2 separate regions of the Danio rerio genome follow, and region 2 is linked to region 1. A link is a contact called in public Hi-C data. All regions are on one chromosome and are shown on one strand. The core of a region is the stretch at or near the end of the contact, and the rest is flanking DNA. Distances in the headings are between cores, read along the strand shown. Region 1 overlaps LOC100535882. Region 2 holds the start of LOC100535882.

What was found. A called contact is a pair of places that touch in the nucleus more often than the background predicts.
Region 2: a Hi-C map of embryo shows a contact between it and region 1, with 2.2 times the contacts expected there. The contact joins the promoter of LOC100535882 here to the enhancer-like site in region 1.

The regions. Positions count from the first base shown.
Region 1 is chr18:38,209,105-38,213,393 of GRCz12tu, reverse strand. All of the region lies in intron 6 of LOC100535882, which reads left to right. Among named protein-coding and RNA genes, the nearest start is that of tbrg1, 62 kb to the right of the region's middle. Within about 2 kb of position 2,508, at least 3 of the 62 cell types and tissues checked have an H3K27ac peak or open chromatin away from gene starts, as enhancers often do.
Region 2 is chr18:38,306,740-38,311,028 of GRCz12tu, reverse strand. It overlaps LOC100535882, which reads left to right and starts at 2,240. Exons shown (of 14, transcript XM_003200473.7): 1 at 2,240-2,761. The coding sequence starts at 2,498.

The DNA.
Region 1 (4,289 bases), core at 1,259-3,758:
TTCATCTGGGGTCGCCACAGTGGAGTGAACCTCTAACTTATCCAGTATATGTTTTACACAGCAGATGCCCTTCCAGCTGCAACTTCGTTCAGGGAAACATCCTTACACTCTCACTCACACTCATACACTATGGACAATTTAGCTTATTCAGTTCACCTATAGCACATGTCTTTGGACTGTGGGCGAAACTGGAGCACCCGGTAGAAACCCACGTCAACATGGGGAGAACATGCAAACTCCACACAGAAATGCTAACTGACGCAGCTGGCACTCGAACCAGCGACCTTCTTGCTGTGAGGTGATAGTGCTAACCACTGAGTCACCGTGTTGTTGTACACATTAATAAGTGTTTAAATGTTTTTGAAAGAAATCATAAATGTTTGCAAGGGTGTATTTGATTTAAAAAAAGCATCACAACGATAAAATATAATAAATACTTAAAACTATTTCATTATATTTTGAAATGTGATTTATTCTTAAACAATCCTTCACCAATGATTATAAATTACTGATTTGGTGTTGAGGATAATTTATTATCCATAAACAGCATTTTTTTGAAATACAAATAATTTATAGCCATTTAAATATCTTCTTACTTTTCGGAAAGTAATAATTCCTTGCAGAACTGAATTATTATTAAGAAAACACATACCAAATGTACTTTAACTGTGTATAAAGAATAAAATATAGGCAAAAAACATTTGTGATGTTTTAAAATAAAATAGTTTTATTTCAAACCCAATAAAGTGGATGGAGTAGCTCTGCCATATAAAATACTACTTGACAGATGCCAATAAAATAGGAAAACACTATATTTTATCTGAAATATCTGCTATTATCAGCTGTCAGTCAATCATTTCAAGAGTTCCACATAGATATGCTTGGCATTTATAGCAGGTTTGGCATGCTGTCCCGGGAGAGAACCCTGAGCTCGGAGATATTTAAGCCCAGGTCTCCTGCCTGGTCTAGAAGCATATCAGGAGATCCGAGATCAGGTAGGTCTTGATCGCTCCCCCTTTAGAAGGGGTGAAAAAGGAGGAGATAGGGTGGAAAGGGAGGATTCTTCCAAAACGAAGATAGAGCAATAAGGAGAAAGTGATCCATTTGTATTAAGTTAGGATCATTCTGATCGGATTATTACTGATTATGGATGAGTGGCCAGCGGTGCACAATCATATCATGTGCTCCTCTCGAAATTAGTTTATGAATCTTTACTTCTGTGCAGGGTTCCTGACAAAACCATCTCTGTCATGTCTTGACAACTCAAAGCTGATGATAGCAGAATGAAACAGTAATAATGTCAAACTTTATGAGTTAAAGTTTGTGTTAAAGTATTATGATTTTGTTACAAATTAACTGCATTAAACATGTTTTATTATAAATAATATGTCACAAAATGGTACTTGATTTGAATGTTGCTGCTGTCAGGCAGAAACTTTGTATCTTCACATTTATATATTTTTATAAATAATTGCTATTGGTCACCCTTTATGTCTGTCTAGAGATTTTATTAGTTATCCAATTAAATTATAAAAATAATTATTTATATAAATTATTAAAAAAAAAAAAAAAAATTCACTCATTCATTTTCTTGTCGGCTTAGTCCCTTTATTAATCCGGGGTCGCCACAGCGGAATAAACCGCCAACTTATCCAGCAAGTTTTCACGCAGCGGATGATCTTCCAGCTGCAACCCATCTCTGGGAAAATTATTATTTTATTAATATTTTATTCTTTTTATTATAAATTCATTTAAAAAAATAATATATTTATATAATTTATTGTGATGCCAATTGAGTATTTAATTCTTGAATGATTCTGTAAAAACAATTTAATCAATATCAAACATTGTTAATCAGCAGGCTAGGAACAGTAATAGGAAAAAAATAATGTAAGATGTTTCTCAATGTTTCTCAATATCTACAGATTTTTATTTTAATAATATAATAATAGGGCAGCGCGGTGGCGCAGTGGGTAGCGTTGTTGCCTCACAGCAGAAAGTTCACTGGTTTGAGGCGCTGGCATTCAGTTGGCATTTCTTTGCGGAGTTTGCATGTTCTCCCCGTGTTTGCGTGGGTTTTCTTCTGGTGCTCTGGTTACCCCCACAGTCCAAAGACATGCACTATAGGTGAATTGGGTAAGTTAATTGTCTGTAGTGTATGTGTGTGAATGAGTGAATGAGTGTTTCCCAGTGATGGGTTGCAGCTGGAAGGGCATCCGCTGTGTGAAACATAGGTAGAATAAGTTGGAGGTTCATTCCTCTGTGGCGACCTTTGATTAATAAGCCAAAAATATATTAATTAGTAAGCCAAAAATAAAATGAATTAATAATTTAATAATAATTATAATCATAATTTGAGATATAATTTAAATATTTTATTAATTTTTTCTTTAATTTTTAAGATAATTGAGAAGAGTTTCTGCCCAACAGCAAGGGTTTACAGAGTCATGAATATCACTCCCCGCTTACAGCAAAGGCACTGTTTGTGTAAATTGATCCAGATTAGCAGATCTGGACCCACGCATGGGGTTTTGTCAGGGCTTTGTAGAGGTGTAAGCTGATAGTCTTGGGTAAACAGAATGTGAGCCGAGTGCCTTTTTGGAAACGGAGGCTAAAACAGGCACTTGTCATTTATCGTTTATGTGAATTTTACACACACACACACACACACACACACACACACACACACACACAGACTAAACATGTGTGACCCTAGAGCACAAAACCAGTTTAATGTTGCATATGTATATTTATGGCAATAGCCAAAAATACATATACTATTACAATTCAAAACATTTTATTCTTGTTTTATGTTTATTTTTATTTTATGTTTATTTGTATAGCACTTTTTTTTACAATAAATATAATTTTAAAGCAGCTTTATAAAAGGAGCACATTGTTACAATACTGTCAAAATCAGAAAGAATAAAGGTGTAGTGTTTAGGGTGGACAGTAAATATACATAGTCAGTGATCATAGTCATAAATTAGTGGTCACCGACCTTTTAAAATTCCTAACCTTAAGCTTGCTGAAAGGCAAAACTTACCTATCAAGAAGCTTTTTTTTACACAATGTTTAAACACAGTTGTGTAGCAGCAGTCTGTGAATATAGCCAGCCTCAAATGGTAAACATGTACATGACATCAGAGGGGGAAAGCCCCGGCCATTAGTGACAATCTTTCCCACATTAGCATTAACAGCCCTGAGTGAGAAGCAGCCGTCTACCATTAGAGTTTACACAGCATACCTGCTGAAGATAATGCCAACTAAGACACAAGAGCATTTTAAAAGTGGAGTTTTAGGAGCTGTAATAAAATTCTTTAAATAATAATAACTACAACAACATTAATAAACATACTAAAGTATTATAGCATAATAAAACGATAGCAATTGTGGATTTTGCAGCACAAATTCACAATGTTATAAATAGGCAAACTGCTGCTTGCAGCTTGATATTGTTATGGGTGCTTAGGGCCCGATCAAATCAAACATGTTGTTTGGGGTGAGAGGAACCATTTTAAAGGGCCATGATACCTCCTCTTTCGGTTTGATTCTACCTCAGAATTAAAAAAAAGAAAAAAGCTTCATAATGGGTGTTGAGCGCAGAGGTGTCAAAGTAGGTCCCTCTTTATTCCAATCATAACCCTGCTGGAAATCTAAAGAATTTTAAACATAGTTGAACACAGCAGCAGGGATATAGGCGATGTGTCTGAATGGTAACAAGCTCAACTGATAAAAGACAAACTCTGCCATTCTCCAATTCTTGTCCAGCTCTCTAGACTAAAATGCTTGCTGCAAACCAACAGGTTTGCTGTACCCTGACAAAATCAGGGAGAAAAGCATGCAACAAACCCTGTGGATTATAGAAACAAACACATATGACCTGTGCCATGCACAGATGCAGTCTCACCTGCAGTCATTAGGTCTCACAGATTGACAAGTCTGCCTTGCCTTCAGAAAGTACGTGCTCTCATGAATAATTAAGAAGCAGGATCTTCTCATAGGATAAGAAAACTTAGCTGTGAATAATAATGAGAAACTGACATCACTCCTCTTGCCAATTTGCGCAAGATCTCAAAATTATACAGGTTTATCCACAATTAAAGCTAACAGCTGCGAACATTGTCTTAACTGATGCTCAACAACGCAAATCTGTTAAAATCTTTAAAAAAAAAACTAAAACTTGAGGCTTTCTTGAACCTTTAAAGTAGTTTTCTATTGGCAGTGAGCATTTTTCATGATGCTTATGCACCCTGGATGCCCCATGTTTTTGCAGGAGCATTCTGAGC
Region 2 (4,289 bases), core at 991-3,490, 98 kb before region 1:
AGCACTTTGATCATGCTCGGAGATTAAGTGAAGCTTGAGACCTATTATTCCACAACTGCCATGGGAGTATACTTGAAAAGAAACCCTATTGAGAATTTCCAGACAAGTCCAGTGCATTATATTACTGGCAATTCCCATAGTTTTACAGTCGTTTTCAGATAGATTCACAGTTTCACAGACAACAAACAGGACCAGGAAAAAGGGGTGTTTTAAAATGGACCCTTTTTACATTTTCGGGTTTCTCATAGTGAAAGTCATTATAGTTGGGTAAACATAGAGAGCAGTGAATAGGAGAGAAGAGCAATTTTTTTACAATCCTATTTGCTGAAATAATAGAAGAACAACTCGACTTTGATAATATCAAGACTTTAAAAAAGGGAGGAAAGTGTGAGATTGATAACGGTAGCCAGAAGAGAGAACAACGTCAAATTTACTGTCCTGCGCGTATACAGGCATTTCAAACACCTCACACAAGCAGTATTTTATTGTAGTTTGATGCAAAGGTGATATACAGTAGGTCTAATACATGTCAAGTTTTTAAAAATGGAAATATTAAAAACTTTTAAGCATTTAAGATTGTGTTGACAGTTAAACGAGTCATAACAGTATTGTTAAAAGGGACAATTGTTAGATTTGTCATCATGGCTGCCATCATGTGAAAAACAAAAAGGAGGGAAATAATGAACTCTAAACACGTCATAAAACGTTCATCATGACGACTTCTTTTTTTCAAAGTGTGTATTTTTAGCTTATACTGAACAAGTAAATGTGATTAGTATCACGATGAATTCACATTTGAATATAGGCTACTCATTTATTTTCATATTTGGGCCATTCCTTAACTACGCACACTTTCAGCCTTGTGAAGTTGAGTTTAAAAAAAGCTTGTTCAAAATTCACGTAGCCTAATAAGTTTATACAATTTGTTTAGTTTTAAGATCTGTAAGCGGACACACTTAAATAAGAAGAGAAACATTTTTTTTTCCATCGTGATCTGAACAAATGTCAATTCCACCACAACTCAATATTCAGTCAAACATTGTCTAAGATCTTTTTTGTATGTAGTTTAACCAACCTTTCTACAATATATACAATAATTATGCGTTTGTCAATGATATAAATTAGATGTATGCTGAATTGTACACTTGTTACACTAAAATGTAGGATTAAATTGGTTAAGAGCTTTTTAGAAAATAAATAAACTGAATTTGTATATTAAATAGAGCATGAACTTATACATTGTGAATACATTTTTAACGTGTGATGAGAACTTTTCAAATATATTTTTAAAAATGTGTGTGGTGGTGGAAATGACAGTGGTGGAAATGACATTTGAACAGTTTATTGTGAGAAATAGCTTCAAGGATTAGCTTTGAATTGATACTAGCCTTTCATGTATACAAAACAATCTTATTTACCTTAATTTTGTTTGGTTTTTAAAAACATCTCTGAAGGTACAGCATGTTTGGAAATGACGTAGAATAAATGTATTTCCTTATCAAGCAATATTTATTTAGATTTTTCTTCAAGTGTTATTGCTACAAATTTTAATTCCCTCCATCTTAAACAATAGTGATGACACTAATCATTTTCATAGAAACCACCTAAATAATCTTTCACACAAACTTTTTAAAGCGACTACAGTGTTGTGGTGGAAATATATAATACTGTGCGACAGCTATGTTTTGTATAAAAACAATATTGATAATAGTCTCACATTAATAAGTATAAAATATTTAAATTATTTCACAAGTGCTTAATTAAGATACAATAATAGATACCAGATAAATAACATTTTAAAATGATATTTTAATTGTTGAAGTTTTTAAACTCTGGATGTGTGAGGCGAAAACAGTAATTTTGACACCTAAAAGGAGGTTGAATAATACGAAAAACATATAACAGAAAGCTAGTACATTTAAAAAAAAATAGGCTAGGTTTTATTGTTAGTTTGACAAAGAAAGAGAAATTTGAACAAAATTATAGCCTTTATATTTTGGATATATGAGTGTCTGTATTTGAAGAATTACCCATTTGTGAAACTGGTCGGGGTGTAGCAGCACTCTTAACACTAACAAACTCCAAAAATACGCCTGGATACGTGGATAGATTTTACATTTCTAAATACGTAGCCTCACAGAAAATCGGGTATTATTTTCAAGATAGGTGACGGATATACCCATGCGGAGGACACACCCTCTACTGGCAACTTTAACCGCTACAGCTTCCCAGGCGATGCGCAGTCTTGCTCTTGCAGCGCTTTGCTTTGAGAGCACAGCCTATCCGGTTGACGCGAGAGTAAAGAAGTGCTTTCAGTCACTGGGAAAGTAAATGGGATGAAAGCTCAAGTCTATAGGTCAGCAGGTCTAACATACAAAGCCTCTTAACTGCAGCAGGTGGAAGGAGGAAGAGCAAGAGGAGGAGGAGGCGCCCTGGACTCCGCGCGGAGTGTGGAAAGACCTTGGTGGTCTTACTTACCTGAGTGAGCATCATTCATATGCCCGTTTTCACGCCGTGTCTTCATGATGGACAGATGGACAGTGTAAAGAAAGCGTCACCAAGCAAGACAAGGCTGATCAGCGCGCACAGGACAAGTGCGCAAATGTCAGCTATGAGATTGGATAGAGACCGAAAGAGTTGGCACTCTTGGGAAAGCTCGAGTTCGGACAGAAGGAGTGCTGTTAGGGCAATGATAAGGGATGTAAAGCGCGGACTACACTGGACTGTGATTTGCCTGTTCTCGCTTGCGCTGCGCCCGCAGGTAAGCCGCTGATTACGCGCTATTTTCAGCCGCCGTTTAACCTGCTTTGACTTTTTCAGGGGTGTTTTCTACACAGAGCTCTCCGTAGACGATTTTCAGCGCTGTTTCTTGTTACTTTAGAACTATTTGCAAGAGATATGGATTATAAATGTGGTTTTCGGAGTGACTTTTAAGGAGCACAACTTTTCAAACGCGTCAGTGATTTTCTGGGCGCAGTCCTAGTTTGAGGTTCACATCGCTCAATCGTTCTCTGCCCCAGATAACTACTTCAGCTATTTTTAACAAAAGACCACCCCAGTGTCCTGCAAAATCCACAATAACGCATAATATCAATAATTATGTTTTTTTATTATGTACTCCCGACAAATTAAGACGATATTGCAGCTGTTGCCATGGTTACCTCCTCACGCAAAGGTGATTTGTGTTCGCGGGCAAACGCACCTGGAGATCTCGTTAACTCAAACTTTGTTTGTTAGAATCATATCCAGAGCGAAAACATATTTTAAAGGCACCCATCATCTCCTTTCAACCCCCATTTAGGACTTTGAATTACGGGTGTCGAACCCCCACATTAGTCTGTTTGGGAGCCACCTGTTGTTCCATCATCATCTTTCTTTGTTACGTGCTGCACTTGTCGCTCTTTTGGGCGGGTTGCCTCGTTCTTCATGCAGATATTTAATCGTCATGCTTAGGTGGCTCACATATCAGGCACACAAGGAATGTGGTATTGCAAATGTGTTAAGACTATGTAACAAGATACATTCTAAATAAATCTCATATCAGCTCAACTGGTTTATTTGCACATGAAAGCATCATTTTGCTTCAGTAGTAAAATGAGGGTATTGCAGTGTTTTTCTGTTTAGAGCGGGGCTTATTTTTAATTTCATTATGTTTACATCAGGCAGTAAAGTAGCGGCCATGGAGATTTTATAAAGAGAAATTGGTCTCTTTGTGGGCTTGTGATTTTGTCTTTGTTTGCATTCCCAGAAAAACATTCACTGACTCTAATTATGCTGATCCATCAGTACCACCCAAATGGCTTAGCTGTATTTAGAGAACACATATCATTGCTTTATTTTCAAAACATGAATCTCTCTTGAAATAGAAGCCTATTCAATTTGAAACCAATTGGCATCAAAGCTGTTTCTGAATCTCCTCCTAGTGCTACATAACCCGACGCAGCCACCTATTACTGCAGGCTGTGAGTTTGGGCCGATGTTGTTGGTCTACGGTGGGTCAGACACCTCACCTGCTGTGGAGGGCAGATCCTGCCTATGAGGAGCCTTTGAGCTCAGAAGCCTCATGTGTGTTCTGGCCTGTTACTGCTGCATGAGCATACCTGTCTTGACTCTGAGGGCGTGTGAAAAATGCTTATATTTTGGTTCTGCAGTTTTTGCGGCATGAACTTTGGTTTTTGAACACTTTGATGATTCTTGGAAAACCGAAGGCCTCTTTTCACTCAGTATGTTTACAAAAATTGTCCAGTTCTGGAGAGAGGAAGGTTTATTGGTTTTATGTTGTCAGGTGA